Linked DNA regions of Mus musculus: region 1 is linked to region 2. The links are chromatin contacts, called in public promoter capture Hi-C maps. All regions are on one chromosome and are shown on one strand. Each heading gives the region's core, a stretch centred on a gene start, on an enhancer-like site or on the middle of the called end of the contact. The rest is flanking DNA. Distances are from core to core; before and after follow the strand shown.

Region 1 (5,668 bases), core at 2,775-5,274, 160 kb after region 2:
TATCAATGAATGCCCCTGAATCAAAATAAATAAAAGTAAAATAATAAATAAAAGTCACACACACACACACCCCTAAGCAGCCACATATGGTTCTCAAGGAGTCATGGCCATAGAAGCATGGCACATGGGACTTAGTATGTGAGTCCCCCACCAGCAGAGGCCCGTGCCCATTCAGCTGCACCCCAATCCAGTCACTACAGGGGGGCTTTGAGACCTTCCAGTCCCTGCTCCTTGGTGAGAAACAGGTGCCACCCCTCTGTCCAACCTGGCTGCCTTCTGGTGCGTTCTTCTCCTTGGCTCCTTCTCTTCTGGCCTCTCTCAGACCTCTCTCTGTCTCCTCCCCTGGTGCTTCCCGCTGTCCCACACACAGAGGGAGGCTCAGTTTGCACGGCTACGCCGGGCTCACCAGGTATGCCATTTGTTGAGTGGTGTGAAATGGGGATGCGATACAGGATGTGTCATGGTTACCCTCAGCCTGCATGGGAGATGCCCTGCACCCATGGGTGCCCTGCTTGAGCCTGTACTACCAAGGAGAGCAGGAGGGGTGTGTGCTGTGCTATGGCCCACCAGCCACGTGGTGTGTTTCTGGTGCCAACAGTTGGAGGTCTGCGGACAGGAAAACTAGCTTGATGTTAATCTATGTGACTGTGGCTGGCTCCCCAGTTTTCTGTATATTTGCCAGCAATCACCATTAACCTATGCATGTGCCCTTCCAGTAGCCTGGAGTAACCCTATGTATCAGCCCCAAGATGGGGTATGCCTCCCTCATTAGTCACTGTGGCCTTCCTTGCTGGTACCATGTATGGAGAAGACGCTGTCTATAACTCTGAGCCCTGTGAGGGCTGAGACGGCTTGTGACTTCCACCCCATCAGAACCGCACATCCCTCTCAGAGGAACAGTGGCGGGCAGCTGTGACAACGGGGAGGATCCTTGGGGACCCAGAGGGCAGGGGCCGGGCACAACGGGCATCACAGGTAACCTAAGGCAAGCGCAGGCTCTGTCTGGGGACCTAGGGGCCAGACCTTGAACCAAAACCCAGGCTTTCCTGGTTCACCTTCCCCCAAGCCTGTCTAGGCCAGCATACTCCAGTGTTCTACAGACACGCCAGAATGGCTTATGTAGGGCTGTGGGCAGCTGTCCACCCCACTCCCCCACCCCACCCATGGCTGCCACAGAACTTTCTATCCTCCCCTTGCTGGGCACCCTGGGCATGGTTCCTCCCCAGCAGACCCAGCCCATACTCATCCCAAAATGCTCTGCCTGCCTTCTAGGAGTGAGAAGGCAGAGGGCACAAGGAGAGGATAGGGGACATCCACACAGGCATATGGGTGGCCCAGAACTGGGGAATGGGATGGGGAGGGCTCAGCCTGGGGCAAGGCAGAGCCTCAAGCCTCATGGGTGTCTTTCTGTCCATGTCTTCCTGTCCTCTACTTCTTCCTCTCCTCGTCCCCAGGTGAATGAGGCTCAGAGGCGGATGGATGCTGAGATCTGGCAGCTTCTTGCCAGCTTTGCTGCCCATCCCCAACCCCCTCCTCGTGGGCTGCACCCCAGCCCCCAGCTAGCTGCCGCTCTACGAGCAGGTCCCCCCTCCTCCTCTTCCTCTCCCTCCTCCTCTTCCTCCTCCTCCTCCACTTCTCTGTCTTCCCCAGCAGACTCTCAGGTATGTACCCCGTCACTCACTGAGGGGCCCGCCCACCATGCTTCCTAGACTCTAGCCATTTCCAAAGCAGTTTGCTATTCCATGAGACTCCCTGGACTATCATTGACTTCAGGCGCCACTTTAATCACACCAGATAGGGAGTCAATTATAGTTATCCTTATGGTTTGAGACAGTCTCACTTCAGCCCAGGCTGACCTCAAGTTCAGAATCCTGTCTTAGCCTCTCAAGTGCTGGGATACTAACCATGTCTGCCTGACACTTGGCTTTCTTTCTTTTTCTTTTATTCTTTCTTCTTTAGACAGGATCTCTCTACAGAGACCAGGTTGGCCTTGAACTTGTGTTCATCCTCCTGTCTTTGCCTCCAAAATATGGAGATTAAAGATACACACTATCATACCCAACCACTTTTTTTTTTTTGAGACAGTTCGCTGTAGCCCAGGCTGACTACTTTATAGCCAAGGGTGACCTTGAACTCCTGATCAACCTGCCTTATCTCCAAAGTCATGGGATAATAAATGTGTGCTACTATGCCCTCTATCCCATCTTTTGGATGGAAGCCAGGGCTTCATGCAAGTTGAGTAAAAGCTATGAGTTACATCCACAATCCTGTGGCTACATTGTTGTGTTTTCTGGCTACTTTTTTCTTTCCTTCTTTCTTTCTTTCTTTCTTTCTTTCTTTCTTTCTTTCTTTCTTTCTTTCTTTCTTTCTTTCTTTCTTTCTTTCTTTCTTTCTTTCAAGATAGGATCTTATTATGTAGCCAAGGCTGTCCTGGAACTTACCAGGATAGACCAGGCTGGCCTCAAACTCACAGAGACCCACCTGCATATTGCCTCCCAAATGCTGGGATTTAAAGGTGTGCACCTTCACATTCAGCTCCAGCTACATTTTTACATATATGTAAATACATACATACATACATACATACATACATACATACATACATACATAAGAAGAGCCACTGGAGTTTTAGGTGTTTACCATGTGCCCCACTGATCCTGGGGTCCTCCGGAAGGACACACCGTATTCAAGGCAAAACAAGACCATGCTTAGAAAGAACATCTAGAGGACCTGGGCCCATAGCAGGAAGCAGGTCACCCAGAGAGCATGGTGGGCGTGTGCTGTGGGGTTGGGTGGGTTCTGGGTCCCTGCTGGGGCGCCTGTACCCCATTCTTCCCTTCTATTCTTCTGATCTAGTTCTCACTTTCCTACGAGGGCTTCTCTCTGCTGCCTGGAAGCCTCTATTACTGGCAGCTGCCCCGAGCCTTCCTAGGGAACAAGGTAACCTGGAAGTGGAAGGGCCATGTGTGTGTGTGTGGGGGGGGTGTCAGGGGGTGCATTTATTAGGCACTTGCTGGGTGCTGTATTATCAGTACAGAGGCAATTACTGGGCTGGCCTTCCAGAACTCTTCACTGTTTTTACCAGTCCTGCACTCTGAATGTCGCTGTCTTTCTCTCGTGTGTGTGTGTGTGTGTGTGTGTGTGTGTGTGTGTGTGTGTGTGTGTACACTTGCATATGCACATGAGCCTCTGGAAGCTGGAGGACAACTCCCGCTGTTATTCTTTGTTTTTTTGAGACACAGTCTCTCACTGGACTGGAGCTTACCGGAGTAGGCTGGCCACTCACGGTGTCCCTGGGGTCACTCTTTTTGTCTCACCAGTATTAGAATGCCCAGGACTTTTTGGGGGGGGCAGTTCTCTGAGAAGCAAACCCAGGTCCCCACACTTGCACATAAACACTTTACCAACAGAGCCACCGCCACCATCCTGGGTGTTGTTACTGTTACCCTGACATTAACATTCAAGTTGATATGGCTCCTACCTTGCCTCCTTGTCCCCATGTGACAGAGAGAGCCTCTTCATATTGTGTATACCTTGGGATCAGGGCATTGACTTAGTGGTAAGTGGTAGAATGCTTAAGGCCCAGGTCTGGTCGCCAGCAGTTGGAGGAGGGAGGCAGGATTTGATTAACACGTGTAAGACTGCAATCAGCAGCCAGTCTAGGCCAAGCAGGTCCAGAGGAAGTGAGGTAAGAGTCTACCAGAATCTGGGTGGGTACCATAAGAAGGGGAGAGCCATTGGCCTTCAAGTGTGTTCTCTGCACTAAGATGAGTGTGTCCCTGTATGTGGCCTGAGCTATGTAATCCTCGAGGTGCCCTTTAAAGTATTTTTTCTCCTATCTGCAGGTGAGGGAAGTAGGGCTCAAAGTAAGCGTGTCCACAGTTGTCCAGACAGCAGAGCTGGCATCTCTAGACCTTGACTAACATCCTTGTGTGGCACACGCCTTCCACTTCCTAGAAAGCTGCTCCCAGATGACACTGTGAACTCACTGGCATCCAAAACAAACAGGAATCCAGTTGTTTCCGTTGTAATCTGGTTGTTCTAATAAGTTTCTTACCACACCCTGGGTTGTTAAGAGAATAGCCCTGGGGCCTATGTCACCCAGGGCCTGGCGTGTAGCCAACTGGTGTTTGATCAATATTCACCCACTGAATGAACGCACTTGAACCAGACAGACACTCTGTGCTGGGTAGTTTTCAGCCAGCTGTCTGCCCTGGTGATGAAGGAGAGGGAAGAAAGTCCAGGGGTCAGAGCTGGGACCTCAGCTGCCAGGGTGAATGAGCCCTTTACAAAACTAAACCTTCTAACCATGCCTACAGAGACACAAGTCCAGGTGGTTTGTCCACAATAAAGAACAAACAAATAAACAATAACAATCAAACAATAGAATGGCTCATGAAACCACAGGGTCCAAGGATGACAGCTGGATACAGACACTCATAGGGGGTTTTTTCTCATTGTGTTGCTTCTGGTCCCATGGGAGATAGGAGTTTCCCTGTCCCGAATGAAAGAGGTGTGCCAGGTGCACTGTCCTTTCCCCAGCTGGGAAGAGGAATACATGGCCACCTTGCGTCTGGTCACACTGGGACGGACCCCACCCATCTCCCTTCCTGATCTAGAACCGTGTTAATTGGGCAGGCTTGGCTGGCTTGCTCTCCACAGCAGATGGGAGGGACCCGTGCGTACCAGAAGGTTGTTATATAAAGAGAACAAGGAGGGGACTGGAGAGGTGGCTCAGAGGTTAAGAGCATTGACTGCTCTTTCAGAGGACCCAGGTTCAATTCCCAGCAACCACATGGCAACTCAACCCCCTGTAACTCCAGTGCCAGGGATCTAAGGCTTCTTTTGACCTCCACAGGCTTCCATACACTCATGGATTATTGTACTACACATACACACCTAAAATAAAGTAAATAATTTAAGAGAAAGAGAGAGAGAGAGAGAACAAGGATGTAGTTCACAGAAAGAAGGAAGTAAATTCTAGACAGATCCAAAGCCAGAAACCTAGGAGACGAGGCCTCCGAACCCATGCAGACCCCAAGCCCTGAGCTAAAATTTCTGATCTTGGCAGCGTCTCACTGCTATTACTCTTGTCATTTTATGGGAAATGCCTACACATAAAAAGGGACTCAGAGTTTGCTGACTGACTGTCAGGCAATGGAGAACGGGAGGGAAAGATGTCCTCTCATGAGGAAGGCTGGAGAGGAACTGAGAGGGCCTTTCAGCCTCTCTGTGGTGCGAGCTCTGGCCTTCTGAGGTTAGGGTGTGACACACAGGAGCAAGAGGCTCTGCCCCTTACCTGTGAGATCTTGTCCCTCCACAGGTGGCAGCCTATGGCGGGAAGCTGCGGTACACCCTCTCCTACACAGCCGGGCCACAGGGCAGCCCACTCTTGGACCCTGATATCCAGATTACGGTGAGCTCATTAGAATCCACCGTGGTCAGGCAGAAGAGTAAGTGGAAGCCACGGTCCCAATACCCAGCTAGCCAATGTGGTCTCCTTGCCACTGCATGGCTGGCTACTCCCAAGTTCTTAGCCTGGCTGCTGTCCATGGGCACAGTGGGCAGACGCATGAGCTTGGGGGTGTGGACGGACGAGAGTCCAAGTGGTTGGGAGAGCCTGGGGTTGGTGGGTACCCCTGCCCTAAGTACCCTTCCTAACCTTGCT
Region 2 (5,691 bases), core at 625-3,124:
TCGAGGCCAGCCTGGTCTACAGAGTGAGTTCCAGGACAGCCAGGGCTACACAGAGAAACCCTGTCTCGAAAAAACCAAAAAAAAAAAAAAAAAAAAGCAAGACAAAAAAATTATTTAAAAAAAAAAAGAAAACTTCAACCAGTCAAAACTCAGAGCTGTGCAGTCCCAATGGATACACCTACAAAATACTCTCACACCTAAGACTCAGGGAACATTGTGGAAGAGGGGGCAGAAAGAGTGTATGGGCCAGACAATTGGAGACTTTGCTGTGAGATAACATCAGAAGCTATGCTTGTAAGGTCTCACCAACATGGCCACCATGCCACGCCGAAGGGGGAAAGCCCATGAGGAAAGAGCCCTACAGAAAGAAGTAGAGGTGACTGAGTCAAACAGGACCAAACAGAGCTGGTCCTCCCTAGGGAAGAGCACACCAAATGGTTGTCCAGTGCCAAGTGGCCAGCCCAAAAAACACATATACAAATGACATTATACGGACCCAAAAGGTTATATTTAGGAAGGTGTACCCCAATAATATATGCATGTAGTAACATGAAAAAATGGGGGAAAAAAAGAGAAAAAGCCATAAAATTGAAGAAGATCAAGGAGGAGACCATGGGAAGGTTTGGAGAGAGGAAGAGAAGGGAGAAATGTTATAATTAAATTACAATCTCAAAAATTACAACTGGGCAGTGGTGACTCACGCCTTTAATCGCAGCACTTGGGAGGCAGAGGCAGGCAAATTTCTGAATCCGAGGCCAGCCTGTTCTATAGAGTGAGTTCCAGGACAGCCAAGGCTACACAGAGAAACCTTGTCTCGAAAAAACAAAACAAAACAAAAAAAACAACAAAAAAAAGCAGGTCCGATGCCATTGCCTATCTGAACTTCTAGCACTTGGGAGGTAGAGACAGGAGGATCAGGAGTTGCAGGTCATCCTTGGCTACATATTCATACAGCAAGCTTGCAGCCAGTCTAAGGCAGGACCTTAAAAAGAAAATCATGCTGTGGGGGTGGGGGTGGGGGGTGGCACACATCTTTAATCCCAGTTCTTGGGGGTTAGAAGCAGGTGGATCTCTGAGTTTGAGACCAGCCTGGTCTACAGAGTGAGTTCCAGGACAGCCAGGGCTACATAAAGAAACCCTGTCTCAAAGCCATAGCAGAGATGTGGCTCCCTCGGTACAGTGTTAACCTGGCATGCACAAAGCCCTGGGTTTGATCCCTAACACCATGTAAAGTTGGGAGTGGAGATACTCTGTCTTAGTGCTTGGGAGGTAGTGGAGGTCGGAAGACCAGAATTTCAAGGCTATCCATGACTACCCAGCCCAGGCCTTGCTGGGAGCCCCACCCTGATGCTGGACTCCAGATGCCCTCCAGGAATGCCTGGCCAGCCCATGTGGCTATGCAGCACCCGCAACCACAGCCCGCTCCATGGCCCAGGCATCCATGAACCGTGCCGCCCCTCCTGCTATCCTCCCCAGTCTGTGCCCACAGCATGGGCTTGTCCAGGGACCTGGACCTTTGCTGGAGTCAAAGAAACGAGGACTCACTCAACCTGTTCTCTGGCTGACTTTCCTTTGACTGGCCCAGGCTTGCCCACTTCATCTCCAGACGAAGCTAGGTGACTGAAGACAAAGACATGGTGGGCAAGGGAAAGTGAAGAGGAAGAAGGAGAAAATAGCTAAGCATCTCTGCCTTTGACAGGTACGATTCAATGAGACCCCCCACAAAAGGGTGAAGCCCTAAGAGAAAAGCAATCTGAGAACTGCTCTTGTGGGCAGTTAATTGTCTCTGTTCACATCGATACCTCATCTGGGCCACACGCTTGCTCACTGAACTCCAGCAAGCTGTGTTCTTTGCTGTTTTCGTCTCGCACGGATGTTTATCGCGCCTGCCTCTTCTGTCACTCAGCTGGCTCATCCCCCTATCGGATGAGCAAGAACCCCCCTATCGGTCTTGGCAAGAACCTTGCCTCTTTAAGGACATTCATTCCTTTTTTTTTTTTTTTTTTCACCAGACAGGGTTTCTCTGTGTAGTCCTGGCTGTCCTGGAACTCACTCTGTAGACCAGGCTGGCCTCGAACTCAGAAATCCACCTGCCTCTGCCTCCCAAGTGCTGGGATTAAAGGTGTGCGCCACCACTGCCTGGCAGGACATCTGTCCTTCCTGATGGGGTGTAAGTGGCGCCCCAGCTCTGCCTCACCACAATGCTTCACTTCCCTCTAGGGGTTTGTCACAATCTCCAATGATCTCACTTCTTGATTTTTCTTCTGCTCCGTCTCCTCTGGCTAAAAAGGCTGTCCAAGGGCTTCCAGCGAGGCAGTGCCTCAAAACAGTGCACTCACTCGCACTGGGCCATGCTTCGTGATACTACTGCACACTGGGCCATGCTTCGTGATGCTCTTTTCGAGTGGCAATGTCATGGAATCAGCTGATGGCCACCGACCAGTGAATGGAAATGAAAATGTGGCACATGTATCCAACAGAATACTATTCAGGCATAAAAGAAAACATGGGGAACATTATATGGAGATAAGTCAGGCTCAGAAAGACGCCCCCTCCTGAACGTAGATCCTCGCCTCTGGTTGTTACAAATGTGCATCCGTGTGGGGATGAATGGGAGTGAAGGGCAGACAAGTTCCTGTGAGAACTGAGGGAGAGAAAGACAACAGAACAAAACAGAAGAGGAGACACAACAGGGAGAGGAGGGGGGAGGGCCAGTGAGGTGGCCCAGAGCTAGAAGCAGTTGCTGCTAAGCATGACAACCTGAGCTCTAGCCTCAGGACTCACATGGTGGGCAGAGAGAGCAAACTCCTACCTGTTGGCCTTTGACTGCCACACAGGAACTGTGGGATATTAGCTATTTGCAAAAAATACTAAGTCATTCAGTAAAGATTTGAGCACTTTTTTTTGAGAAAAGGTTTTAAATAGCCCAGACTGGCCTCAACTCCCTACGTAAGCAAGGGTGATCCTCCTGCCTCTGCCCCCTGAGTGCAGGGATTGCAGATCCAGCAGGAAATCTTAATAAAGAGGTTTGTCGGCCCCGGGAAAGAGAAAGCCAAGAGAGATGGGGGAAAGGGAAGACTAAAATTCAGTGTGTGAAATATACAAATGAGAGATTAAAAAAAAAAAAAAACAAGACAAAACTCACCTAACACTTAGGAGGCAGAGACAGGCAGATCTCTGTGAGTTCGAGGCCAGCCTGGTCTACATAGTGAGTTTCAGGACAGCCAGGGCTATGTAGAGAGACCCTGTCTTAACAAACAAACAAACAAACAAACAAACAATTAATTAATTAATTAAGTTGATGGTGTTGAAAGGAGGACCCAGAGATGGCTCAGTGGTTAAGAGCACTTGTTCTTTGTAAATGGGATCCAGGTTCAATTCCCTCCACCCACATGGTAACTCACAGTCATCCTCAATTCGTGTTCCAAGGGATCAGAAGCCCTCTTCTGTCTTCCACAGACACCAGGCATGTACATGGTGCGCATACACCCCTGCATTCATACAAAAACAATAAAAAATTCTTTAACCGGGGGGTGGGGGGGGTGGGGTACAAATCATGGTGGCACAGACCTTTGACCATAGCACTCAGAAGGCAGAGGCAAGTGGATTTCTGTGAGTTCGTGGCCAGCTCGGTTTACATAGAAAGTTTCAGGCCAGGCAGACTATAATAATAATGATGATGATATCAATGGCAAAATGCCAGAGAGACAGAGAGACAGAGGAGAGACAGAAAGAGAGACAGAGGCAGACAGAGGCAGACAGAGGCAGACAGGGGAGGGGTGAGACTGTAGATTGCCTTGGCTTAAGAGCTGTTCAGAAGAACAGGATGCAAGAGGCAGCTGAGAAAGAATGACTTGGTCCTCCCTGAGCTGCAGGCTCAGACAAAGGATGCTGACTGAGATCGTCTGCACCTCAGGTGCTATTCTAGGCTGCTCCTACCTGAGAAGACACAGAAATCAGACAGACAGAATAGCTCAAAGACGAGGTGCGGTGTGTGTGAGCTCATATACCCTATTAAGCCCTAGAAGTGATCATGGGGCCCCAAGATGTCAAGCAGCTGGGTGTAGTGACTCATGCCTGCAATCACAACACTCCAGAGCCTGAGGCAGGAGGATTGTCATCAGTTGGAGGCCAGCTCAGATGTCCTAGTGAGTTCCAGAGCATCCTGGACTAGTGCTATGAGACCTTGTTTGAAAGAAAACAACAAAAACAAACAAACAAACAAAAACCCGCTAAATTTCAGCTGACTAGGGGCCAGAGGAAGTGGCTGCTTGAGCTGAGTTAGTGGCTTCCTGCCTAGGAGACACACCCAGTTTCTGTGCTGGGCAGTCACAGTTGTTGCTAAGTACCCAAGAGCCCTCCAGCTTTCATACAGAGAAGCCAAAAGCTGAAAAGGAAGTAGCCGCTGGTAAACCCTCCCCCATCCCTCCTCCTCCTCCTCCTTCTCCTCTTCTTCTTGGTTTTATTTCTAGCCCTGTCCCCATCACAGGAAGCAGCAATTTCTTTTACTTCTTGTTCCCACCCTAGAATAACATTTGATGGTCGCCTCTAAGCCGAAGTTCTTTGTGACCGCCTAAGATCAGAGAGCAACCACGAGCTTCCCACCTTGTACTGGCCCTGGGCTAGTTACAAAAATGAAGAGACTGCTCCTCCTGAAGCCAGAAGCATAAGCCAGGAGGGTGTGCTGCTGCTGCTGCTGCTGCTGCTGCTGCTGCTGCTGCTGCTGCTGCTGCTGCTGCTGCTGCAAACCTAGACCAGGATGTGGGAGGGGACCCTAGGCATATGATACATATTTGCTGAGGAGAAGGGACTGAGAAAGAATCAAGTCTAAGATGTCACAGTAGCATACTGGAGTCCTTCAGATGTTGCTTCAGGCCAGAAACCACAAAAGAAGCCACTAGTGTCTGTTATAAAGAATGAGGGGCTGGCCAGATGATAGTAGCACATGCCTCTAATCCCAGTACTTAGGAGGCAGAGACTATCAGATCTCTGTGAGTTCAAAGCCAGCCTAGTCTACAGAGAGAGTTCCAGGACAGCTGGGGCTATACAGAAAAAAAAAAAAAAAAAGACCAAGGGGCTGGATGGGAGCTATTGAAATGCCTTAACAGTTAAAAGTACTGGATGCTCTTGCAAAAGACTCACTCAGGGGTTTGGTTCCCAGAACCCATATGGCAGTTCACAATCACCTATAACCTGTAACTCCAATTTCCAGGGGATCAAACTTTTGCTTCTGGGATCCATGGGTATCATACACACTTGAAGTGCACACATATACTTGTAGGTTAGAGACACACACATGAATTTTAAATAGCAATAATAAAAGGATCTGGGTGCTGCTCAGTGGCACAATGCTTGCCTAGCATGCAAGAAACCCAGGATTCAGTCACCAGGAAGGGATAAAGGGAGCCAGGCATGGCAGTAAACACCCGTACTCCCAGCCCTTTGGAAGCTGAAGCAGAATCATAAACTCTAAGCCAGCCGGCACATTAGGGTGTGAGCCAGTCAAAAGAAAAGGAGAGAAAGTGGGGAGAAGGGGAAAAGAAAGCTGGAGGTGCTGCTGGCACCCGTAATCCTAGGACAAGGCCAAAGGATAAGGACTTCAAGGTCACCTATGACTACATAGCAAGTTCAAGACCACCATGAGGCTATTATGAGACTGTCTCAAAAACAAAAACAGAGGAGCCAGCAAGG

What was found. Capture Hi-C pulls out chosen DNA fragments and counts their contacts.
Region 1: a promoter capture Hi-C map of adipose tissue shows a contact between it and region 2. The contact joins two enhancer-like sites. A contact is called at or near these places in 1 of 484 Hi-C or Micro-C datasets (nephron progenitors), 1 of 115 datasets of contacts at active chromatin or transcription factors (pancreatic cancer cells) and 2 of 9 other capture datasets (adipose tissue and liver).

What each region holds. Positions count from the first base shown.
Region 1 is chr4:137,523,482-137,529,149 of GRCm38.p6, forward strand. Hspg2 (perlecan (heparan sulfate proteoglycan 2)) reads left to right here. Exons shown (of 97, transcript NM_008305.3): 34 at 5,324-5,416. Among named protein-coding and RNA genes, the nearest start is that of Mir7018, 12 kb to the right of the region's middle. Within about 2 kb of position 4,025, at least 14 of the 459 cell types and tissues checked have an H3K27ac peak or open chromatin away from gene starts, as enhancers often do. A contact at or near this core is called in adipose tissue, where this site is marked.
Region 2 is chr4:137,363,622-137,369,312 of GRCm38.p6, forward strand. No RefSeq gene overlaps it. Among named protein-coding and RNA genes, the nearest start is that of Cdc42, 8.7 kb to the left of the region's middle. Within about 2 kb of position 1,875, at least 58 of the 459 cell types and tissues checked have an H3K27ac peak or open chromatin away from gene starts, as enhancers often do. A contact at or near this core is called in adipose tissue, where this site is marked.